2 separate regions of the Mus musculus genome follow, and region 1 is linked to region 2. A link is a contact called in public promoter capture Hi-C data. All regions are on one chromosome and are shown on one strand. The core of a region is the stretch at or near the end of the contact, and the rest is flanking DNA. Distances in the headings are between cores, read along the strand shown.

Region 1 (5,030 bases), core at 2,124-4,623, 2.1 Mb after region 2:
CCATCATAACTCCTCTTCTGTCTCAGAAAAAGCTGGGGTACGGAGAGACAGGAAGGTTGAAATCACAGCCCTGGGAGCCTCATGGAGAGCACTCAGCAGACTGCTACCATCACCCACGGAAAGGGAAGCCCTCAAACCTCACCTAGGTTAAGCTACGAGCCCATGCCCACCTTGGCAGGGTTAAAAGGGACAACCTCTAACCAGGCATACAAGAGATTTTAAAGATGGAGAAGCTGTGCCCCCAAACTCTCAAGGCTGGCTGGCCACAAGAGTGATCTGCAGCCCTGACCCCAAGCTCGGGGCTTCATAGAAACTCAGTGCAGGCGGGATGGAGAGGCAGGCAAAAGTAAAGACTGTGCGCAGCTCCGGCAAGCACTGCTATGGCTGTGACATCTCACCAAGGCAGTCTGCTGAACGCAGAGGTTGCTGGGCCTGGCCTGGTGCAGACGGTGATTCATAGTAAGTAGTGTAGGCAACGTAGAGGTGTATCTTTTTAAAGATTCTTTTCTATTGATGGCACTAGAGATTGCTAGTTTCCCATGAGTAAAAATGATAAAAAAAAAAACATTTTTTAATGACTTGGTGTAAAGGCAAGCATTAAGCAACAGTTCAGGTAGCCAGAAAGCCACACATGTGGCACACACCTCTACAACCTGGCATATTATTACCTTCTAGTCAAATCAGTTCTTGGGAAGCTACCCACTTGCCCTCTTCCAAGGGCAACGCATGACTGGCATTTTTTGAGAAGTTTTCTATGTTGTATTATTCTCTCAGATGCTCGGTCATCATCAAGGCTGGCAAAGCAGTGCTCATCCACAAACACAGCACCTTGGCTCACACAGCACCCTGTCTCACACAGCACCCTGGGCTCACACAGCACCCTGGGCTCAGCTGCAGGGACTTATGCTGGAGGACACATAAACTTGAAGTTGTCTGTTCTAAGGGGTAACAAGTTGCCAAGCTTCCCAACACAGTTACAAAGCCCCCTGGAGTACCTCGCTCTGAGAGGCCTGGGGAGAACTAGACAAGATTAGAGGTTAAAAGGCAGAGCACAAGGACAATTTGTAAGTGGAAATAGCCAAACACTAGGAGCAAATCACATCTCTGGGTTCCAGATTTTTCTCTTACGTTTAAACACGGGGAAATAAGCTGGGTAAAGTGGTGCTCACTTTTAATCCCAACCATCTGGAGGCAGAGGCAGGTAGATCTCTGGGCCAGCCAAGGATACCCAGTAAGATCTTATCTTGAAGCAATACACAAACAAACAAGCAAGGGGAAATTGGAGTTGATAGTTGGTGAGATGGCTCGTGGGTTAAGCGGTTTGCCCCTGAGCCTGACCCCTGACTTTGATAAACGGAGGCTGTGAAGTGGAAGGAGCTACTAGACTGTAACAATTGTCCACCCACCTCCATATGCACACACACTGTCAAGCAGGCATACACACCGTTATTAAACACACACAGAGAAAGAGAGGGGGAAGAGGTGGAGTGAGGCATGTGGGAAGGAACTGGGCTTGCGTTTTCTAAAAACTTTCCAACTTTTGGGTCTCACTGTGTAGCCCTGGCTGGCCTGTCTGTCTAGCTTCTGAGTTTCCACTATCACTCCTTCCTTCCCAAGCAAACCATTCATCAGACACAAGGGGAAACTGAGGCCAAAAGATCAAAGCAGCCTGTCTAACACTCTGTAGTACTAGCGCTGAGCAGAGTAGGAACTCAAGAAACGATGAATGAATGAATGAATGAATGAACGAACGAACTCATGAGGAAGTGAACTCATTGCTTCCTACGTTTTTCTTTAACCCTCATCTTGCTATACACCCCATTCTGGATGTCTCAGATCCCCTTCATCTGAACCCCATAAAATGAAAGGCTCAAAAAATTCATCCTGGGTGGCTTTACGTGCACCAAACCCCCAAGGTCACAGACCAAGTGAAAATCTAACATTCCTAGGATACTTTGACCACACTCCTTCTTGGCAAAGGACGACTCCCCTCCTTCCTGGGCAGATGTGGGCCAGGTGTGAGTAACTGAAAGTGGGAAGGAGTCTGGGATGATAAGACTACCTGCCTCAGGAAAAGCTCATGCTACGCACACCCAGCGAGGTGCCCACCAAGGTCAGGATTGTGGAGAAGCCTCTGGCCCCAGAAGGAAGGGAGGAGAGGAGGCTAGGGCAGGCAGGGCTTTGCCAGAGGCCTCTCACCTCTATCTGCATCCTAACAGCTTCCAACTTGCTGTGAGATTCCTGGAGAACCAGTCTCCCTCTTTTGCCCTCCCCCGCGCTCCCTCCCTCCCCTCCCACCTCCGGCTTCCCCAGACTTGCTCCAAAGCTTTTCTCGGCAGCCAACGAAGCACCTGTCAAAAAAGCTGCTTTCTCTTCGCCAGAATGTCCTTCCTCCAGTAGTTTCCCAGCGACCCGTGGGCTCCCTACCACCCCTCCATGCCAGATCACCCCTCCTCAGCCAAGGGAGTTCCCAGGGAAGATTCGCTTCATCTGGTTTTGGTCTTTGCCTTCACCCTGGCCAGACGTCGCTTTCTAAATGAGCCGGGGACCCTGCTAGAGCTTAAGGTCAAAACTCTGGGCAGGTGCTACAAGGGCCTAAGTCCTCCACCTGGGACTGGCTGCCGGCAGTCTGCTTGGCGTCCGCCCCTCTCTGCAGCTCTTCAGAGCTTTGTACTCCTGTACAGCTCAAGGAGGGGTGAGGATGTAGAGGGGGCAAACTAAGACCTGTTAAGAGACACGCAGAGTCCCCCTGCACACTAAGGGCAGGTGCGGCCCAGGCGCGGTGCCGGGTCCGGGTCGGAGCACTCCGGGTCCTACCTGTCCCGCGGGTCGATCCAGCTGGTGGTGCGGTTCCTGTGATCTATGTAGTAGACCTTGCCGTCGAAGTCGCGCGCCTCCTCCCAGCCCTCCGGCAGGGGCAACTCCGGCCGGGGCATCTTCCCGAGCCTGGCCCGCGCTCCCCCATGCAGCTCGCAGCCGCCACGGGGCTCAGCGGCTCGGGCTGGCCGCTTTGGGTCCAGGCGGCCGCCGAGGCAGCATGATCGGGGAGTGGCGCCCACGGATCGGGGGCCCTAACGGGGGCCGGCCGGGGTGGCGCCTCTGTCCATGCGGCCCTGCGGCCCCAGCCCCACGCCGCCCGCCTCTCACGCTGCCATGTGCGCCCGCCGCGGCGCCCAGCCGGCCCGAGTCCGCGGCCAGCCAGCCAGGAGAGCGGCCCGAGCCGCCGCCTGCCTGCCCCTGCCGCTGCGCGCTGCGCTCCACGCCGCCGCCGCCGCCGCCGCCGCCCGCAGCCTCTGCCGGAGCCCCGCCGCGCGCCCCGAGACTTCTGCCTCCGCCAGGTGTGGCTCCGGCGGTGCAGGTAACTGCGCTGCCCCGGAAACGGGAGGCGGAGCGCCGGGCTCCAGGGTTCCCGGGTCTCCTCCCCGCGCCCAGCGCGGCGAGGGCGGGTCCTAGAGCCCGAGACGCGCCCCCTCGTGGGACAGTCCCAATCGCCGACCACCCCGTTCTGCCCCAGGAGGCTAGGCTCTCTCTACGCCAGAGTGTCCGGGCTCTTGGCGCGTGTGGCCCCAAATCTTGACACACCCTGTTTTCTGTGATTGAGAACCAGGAGTCAGGCAAGAAGTGGTTAAGTGAAAACATTCTTGCAAATCGGCGAACATAAGTTTTCCAGGATCTCTCGTCCCTTCCCCCCCAGCACTCACACCATCTGTCTTCCTCCTATTCAGTTCTCCCCGTGTTGTTTCAACCCTCCTCTCCGTAATTTGCAAATGTAGCTGGCTTTCCTTAGGGTCCCTAAAATTAGGAATGCTATGGATCTGCTTCCTAAGAGGACTTCCAGCGGGTGGCAAGGGAGGAGAAGGAAGGACATATTTTGCCAGTCATAGTGAAGTGCACCTGTCTCTCGGCTACTCAAGAGGCTGAAGAAGGATTACTTAAATCCAAAAGTTCCAGGCTGAGTCAAACTAGCAAACACGGGGGGGGGGAATAAATAAATAAATAAGGAAGGAAGGAAAGGGAGGGGGAGAGGGAGAGAGAGAGAGAGAGAGAGAGAGAGAGAGAGAGAGAGAGAGAGAGAAAGAGAGAGAAGGAAAAGAAAGAAAGAAAGAAAGAAAGAGAGAGAGAGGGAGGAAGGAAGGAAGGAAGGAAGGAAGGAAGGAAGGAAGGAAGGAAGGAAGGAAGGAAGGAAGGAGAAAAGAAAGGAGAAAAGAAAAGGCAAACCCTGAAACAAGAATAAGTAAATGTCTTGAGACATTAGCAATATTGAATTAAGGGGAAAAAGTTCCCTCTTAGGTTTGGTGTTTCCCCCAGTGCAAATGTAACTGTGCCTGAGGCAGGAAACTGGACTGGAAGAACGAAGTCCAGCGCCTTGTCTGAATCAATCCCTTAATGTGGGGAGTAACCAGTTAACTCCCTGTACTGTGTGGGGATCCCCTGTTTGATACACAAGGCGTTTTAGGGTGGGCTCCTCAAATCTAAATGCCCTGAGGACATAGGGGACGGGTGTAGCTCCTCCTCCATCCCATCAATATTATACTTCGAAGCCAGGGATCTCAGATCTCAGGGAGGTCCTCACCACCCACCCAACTGCTGGGGAGTTCTCCCTCCAGACTTCCTGTGATGGGCAAAGCCTTCACAATTATAAGTACTTCTAGTGCCCTCCTTCCCCCGTTCTGTTAGGATCAAACTCCAGGCATGCATCCTCACTGAACCAAACCAGCCAATCTGTTTTGAGTTTTTGCCTGGGAGACCTCGCTCTGCCTGGCCTTATACTATGGTTATCTCCCCTTCCTACCTCTGCCTCCCAAGTGTGAGATCACAAGTGTGAACGAACCATCACTTCCAACACGTGCTGATCTGATACGAGGCTTGCGTTTTCAAGTATGATCTCAGCTAATCTTCACGACAAAGCCCTGGATAGGGTACTGTACTTCTCCTCGTTCTGGAGATGAGGACACTGAACTTCAAGATGGCCAGGGATGGAGCTAAGAAGAGACACAAGCACCCTAGCACCGGTGAAACCAATGGTTGAA
Region 2 (5,499 bases), core at 357-2,856:
GTATGATCCCAACCAAGATGAGATGAAACAGGTCCCACTATCACCCTAACACAGCTCTGGTCACTAGCCAGGATAAGGTGTGTGTTGTGCCCCCACCTGTAGTCAGAATATATTAAACATCAGAACTTGGATATTTAAGTGTGAAACTATTTAGAACCCTTCTGCTATCTTCAATGGCTTTTGAGCATTAAGCAAACCAAGCCTGTCATTATCTTTTTTTTTTTTTTCTGATTTGTTTCCAGTCTTCTTGTTTCTATAAGCAACTTTCTGCCTGTTGAAAAGGGGGCCTGCATTGTGTGCTTTTGGCCCAACAAGGTCACTTGACTCCACGTGGCCATCTAATAACTGTCCCACTGAAGATGGGCATGCCACAGCTGGAGAAAGGCAGGCTCCTGACAGGGACATCTCAGGATATGTGAGCTTGTCGCCCCAGCCCCCCTTTTGACAGTTCTCCCCATTCCTCTGAAGTCCTCAGACCACCATAGCAGCACAGCCCTGCTATTTGTTTTTTCCTACAGACTGCTTGTGTCCCAGGACCCGCCTGGGGGCTCTACCACCTGGACGTAGCTGATTCCTTTTGGCTTGCAGAGGTTTTAAGGATGGACCGGTAAATCACCGTTTTCCTCATGATTAGATTCCCAAGTCAGCACCTGGCAAGGCATGGCCATTCCCAAGGAGGCACCCTTGCTGGATGTTCGAGGTTGCACCAACATCAGCCCTCATGGGAGTGGGAAGAGCCTCCCAACATTTCCGCCCACCCCAGAGAACGCAGTTTTCTCCACCTGTGAATCTGCCTGTCTTGCTCCAATACATTCCCTAGAAGAGAAGGGTACCCACACCCCTGCTGGGGCCAGCGTCCACTTCGGCTGCTACCCCTGGGTGTTCACACCAACCCTCCCACGAGGCTCTTAATTCCTTGGATTCATGAGGTTGTCCAAAACCCTCACGGACAGTGGGTTTGGAACTAAGAGAGACAGACGTTTCATCCCAACACAACACCCAGTGCCCCCAAACCTATCCAGGGGAGTAAATAGAGGACAGAGTGCTTACCTTTAGAGGGTCGCCTTTGTTTGGTCTGCAGGGAGGAGAAAGTGCCCATGACGGCCCCCATGGCAGCGAAGACTTGTGTGCGTCTTGGGACCCCAGGCCCTGTCTCTTCCCTCCCCTGAAAAGAAATCGGTGTGGATTGCCCACTTTGAATTGGAGGAGAGGAAAAGCGAGAAAGCAAAAAAGCCCCGAGCAGCTCGCCTGCAGCTTGGTATTCAGAAAACGTGGGGCCGGGGCGCCTGGAGCTCGTGGCTGCTGCCTTCTTCAGCCAGGCACATGCACTGACTCCCAGGGCCAGAGGCTCGCGGGAGCCTTCACAGGCGCCCCCCGGTGCGGGCACCCAGCCGGGCCACTGGCTTCTCCGAGGCCCGAGCCCCGAGCCCCAAAGCCTGCCTGATGTTGGACACGGGGCCGGCGTGCCCGCACGGCCGAGGCTGCCGAGCCCGCGCCGCGTGCGGTGCGGGAGCTGCGCTCCGCCCGCCCGCCCCTGCTGCCACCCGGCCGCTCCGCCCCGCGCTCGGGCTGGATCTCAGGGGGCCGAGTACCAATCATGAATGAACAGCGCCAGGGACTGGTGCGGAGTAGAGCGGGGCTCAGAACCAGGCGCGGGGGATGGTGGGGGAGGCGGCGGAGGCCGCCTGGGGACCGCAGAGGGGCGGGGTGGGGACCTGGCCCTGCTGTCTACAAGGCTCTACTCCTGGCTGTGCGGGACACCGGGGATGTCCTTCTGGGCAGACAGATGTGATCAGGCACCTGGCTGGTGGGTGCAGCTTGGGTAGGAGGCAGCAGGTGACCCCCAGGATGAATATAAATATGTGAGTGTGAGTGAGTGAGTGAGTGTGTGTGTGTGTGTGTGTGTGTGTGTGAGAGAGAGAGAGAGAGAGAGAGAGAGAGAGAGAGAGAGACAGAGACAGAGACAGAGACAGAGACAGAGAGACAGACAGAGAGACAGACAGAGAGACAGAGAGAGAGAAAGGGAGGGCATTAAGATTTCATTTGACTTTAGAGAAAATCATTTAACCACTGCCTACCTTTCTGGTGTGGAGTAAAGTCTGCCCCACCTAAAGAGAGTTGTCATCAAGAAGAAGGGCTCCTTTGAACTCTGTAGGAGGTGTTGGGGACCTGCAGAATCCCCTAGGACCAGAGCTCATTTCTAGTGACAGGAAGTGGGGGAAGTGGGACGAGAAGTAGCTGTGGGTCCCCTTAGGCTCTTGCTACCTGACCCCCTCTTTGTGTTCTCTCTCTCTCTCTCTCTCTCTCTCTCTCTCTCTCTCTCTCTCTCTCTCTCTCTCTCTGTGTGTGTGTGTGTGTGTGTGTGTGTGTGTGTTTGCTCTGTCACCTGCAAATCAGACACCTGTGGGGACAGTACTTGAGTTAGGAACCCAGGGGGTAACTCTTGAATTTAGAAAGCAATCTTCCTTCCATGACCTTCCCTTCAGGTGGCAAGAACCCTCAAGCCCCACTTCAGCTTTCCACTGAAAAGGCAATGATGGAGGACCTGTGGCAACTCCTGGTGGCAACTGATGACAGGTGTCTCCCTAGAAAGCTTTGAATTTCCTCTTCCCCAGCCTAGCTGCCTGTCTGCCCTGTCTGCCTGGACATTCACTGAGGATTCCCTCTGTGTTTGCACTGAGAATCCCCAACCCCCTCTCTTTCCAGACCCCTGTCCAGTCATTTCCTCTGCAGCACACAGACACATGCTGTGTTGGGAGCTCACAGCATCCCTTAACATATGGCGTCATAAACACGCACACATATATGCAACCATGAACATATGGGCACAGGTCCCTCATGCCCACACAGATATTGAGATGCTGCACACAGACTCCAAACCCATAATACACATGAGGTGGGTGGGGTGTGCACCTGTAAGACCCCAGCTAAGACCCTCACATGTGCTCTCAGAGCAGAGTCATCAGCTCCTTCACAATACATAAGCTTGCACATACAGGAGTGTGGTCTGACTCCAGGCACCGAGCCCATTAGCTGCCCCCACAGCTGGCCAGCGCCTTGGCTCAGGGACTCAGAATAGCGTGCTTCACCTCAGCAACACTTACCCCTTGCTCAGATCCCAACATGAGTCCTGTTTTGTGCAGCGGGGGTTGGGGGGAATAATGCACTCAGTATTACATATGCCTTTCATTTGCAATGCCCACTGCTATGGGATTGCACCACCCATGTGATGCTCACAAAGACCCCATAGGCTAGTTGCTTCAGGCCTGCCATCACCATGGAGAGAAACTGAGGCTTGTTCAGAATTAGGGACTTATCTGAGGTTGTCCAGCCAGAACTTATTATTCAGGGCTCTGTCATAATCTCCTAGGGTCATTTATGTTGGCAAATGAAGGCACTAGGGGACCTCTGGGCTGAAAGGTCTGCTCTGAGTTCCGCCTAGGTCAAAGCGTAGACTCTCTACCAGGTGTTTCAGGCTTGCCTGAGCCGTTTCCCCCGCAGTACTGGATGGTGACAGACATAGGAGGCGGTTCTTCTTTCTTGTCCTCTAGAAAAGGCAGGGAAGCCTTAAGTTGGGGTTCCTGGAAGATAACTAGTCTACTGTGACTCAAGGAACAGAGGAAGGCCTTGATGGAGAGAATGTGGTGCTGCCTCAGGCATCTTTACAAGTTCCTCAAAGGTATCATATGGAGACCTACCAAACTGCCCCCCACTGGCTCTGCTAGTCACATGATTTGAATCCTCATACGCAGGATAGTATTTGAGAGGTTACCAAAGGCCAGGATGCCCCTCTCGTTTAGTTGCTACAATCCTCCGAAGAAGCAGCCTACAGGAGAATCCCCCTGCTTTACGGACCAGACACGGCTAAGTTCTCCTAGAGGTATAGATTTGGTTGTCTCTGAGCCATGGACATAGTATGAAGTTAACAGTGTGAAGTTCCAACCACCAAACCTTTTGTAGCCTGGCCTTGTCTACCAATTCTTCCTGTCTATTGGTCAGCCTTTGGGAGATCTAGCCACACAAGCGCTCCCTATTGCCTAGAGGCGCCCTCTATGGCCCTTCCTCTGCCTAGCGTATCCCACATCCCGAGCTCTCTCTAGCTTTGATCTATTTCACATCTCATGTCCACCAGAAACCTCTCCTGGTGCCCAGCCAGTGCCTCCTTTGAAGTTTCCAAAAGGAAGCAACTGAAGCTCCCCCTTCCTACCTTACAACCTCTGATTTCATTGCCTTTTTTCCTATTTGGCTTTCCCTGTGTGCTGCCATAGCACTACCATATCCGTTCAGCTGCTGGTCTGACACAGATGTAGTCACTCTATGGAGGGTGGGGGGTGAGGTTGGAAGGAAAATGAGAGCTTTTTGTTGTTGGCTTTGGTTTTGGCTAGGATCTTAGTTATATTCTTTTAACTATGAAGAGATAGCATGTCCAAGGCAACTAATAGAAGGAAGAGTTTACTGGGGATTGCTTATCGTCTCAGAGGGTGAGTCCTTGCCCTTCATGGCAGTGAGCATAGCAGCAGGCAGGCAGGTAGGCAGGCATGGTATTGGAGCACTAGCTTACAGTCTTATGGACAAGTGCGGACAGACAGAGATAACTGGGGATGCTGTGAGCTTTTGAAGCCTCAAAACCCAATCCCAGTAACACACCTCCTTCAAAGAGACCACACTTCCTACCTTTCCACACTTTACAGTCCCTCCAACTAGGGATCAAAAATTCAATTATATGAGCCTATGGAGGCCAATCTCATTCAAACCGCCAGACTCAGCAATCAGTTAATTACTAAAACTGATGACTGCTGGACTATTCTTGACCATTTAAGAAGCACACTTTCTTAAGTGAAGATTCATTCATTCCCTCACTCATCCAACAACTGTTTGTGACATATCTGCCCACCCTCAACCAAATAGTTACACTGGGAATAGCCCATTTATCTTTGATATTACTCTAAGGGGTAGGCATTACCCACAAATGAACACCAAACACTGTACAACGAAAGAGCAGAACTTATGTGGAACTCATTCACAAAGTCTGAGGAATACATGGAGAAGACCACCAAGAAGAGAGAAGGAAGGCAAACTCAGGCTCTCTCCTGACTCTTGGGAACTTGCACAATAGCAGCTGACTATGTGGGGAGGGAGAATGCAGAGAGGCAAGTATGGTATGCCCAGGGGCTGCTCAAGGAACACACCACCAATTGCTCTGACTGCAGGACCTACTTGTGCTGCAGGAAGTGCTGGCTACCATGAGACACTCATCCTACCTGGTCCAACCTGAGCTTCAGTGCTGCGTGTCCCTCAGCTCTGTGGCTGAGCTTGCTCGTTTGTGCCCCATTCTAGCTCTGACTTCTCTCTCAGCTGTCCTACTGTGAACTAGACTTTGTGTACCCCAAATTTCTTACATTAAAACTGTAACCCCTGCATTTGGAGAGTGAGTCTTCAGGTTAAGGGTGGCAATCTGGTTTTTTAGACTCCATCTCTCTCTTAAAGAAAAAAAAAAAG

Evidence for each region. Promoter capture Hi-C pulls out the DNA fragments that hold promoters and counts their contacts.
Region 1: a contact with region 2 is called in a promoter capture Hi-C map of embryonic stem cells, with 4 times the contacts expected there. The contact joins the promoter of Wwc1 here to the promoter of Kcnip1 in region 2.

The regions. Positions count from the first base shown.
Region 1 is chr11:35,977,154-35,982,183 of GRCm38.p6, forward strand. Wwc1 (WW, C2 and coiled-coil domain containing 1) reads right to left here and starts at 3,374. Exons shown (of 23, transcript NM_170779.2): 1 at 2,818-3,374. The coding sequence starts at 2,936.
Region 2 is chr11:33,842,080-33,847,578 of GRCm38.p6, forward strand. It overlaps Kcnip1 (Kv channel-interacting protein 1), which reads right to left and starts at 1,607. Exons shown (of 9, transcript NM_001190885.2): 1 at 1,051-1,607. The coding sequence starts at 1,111.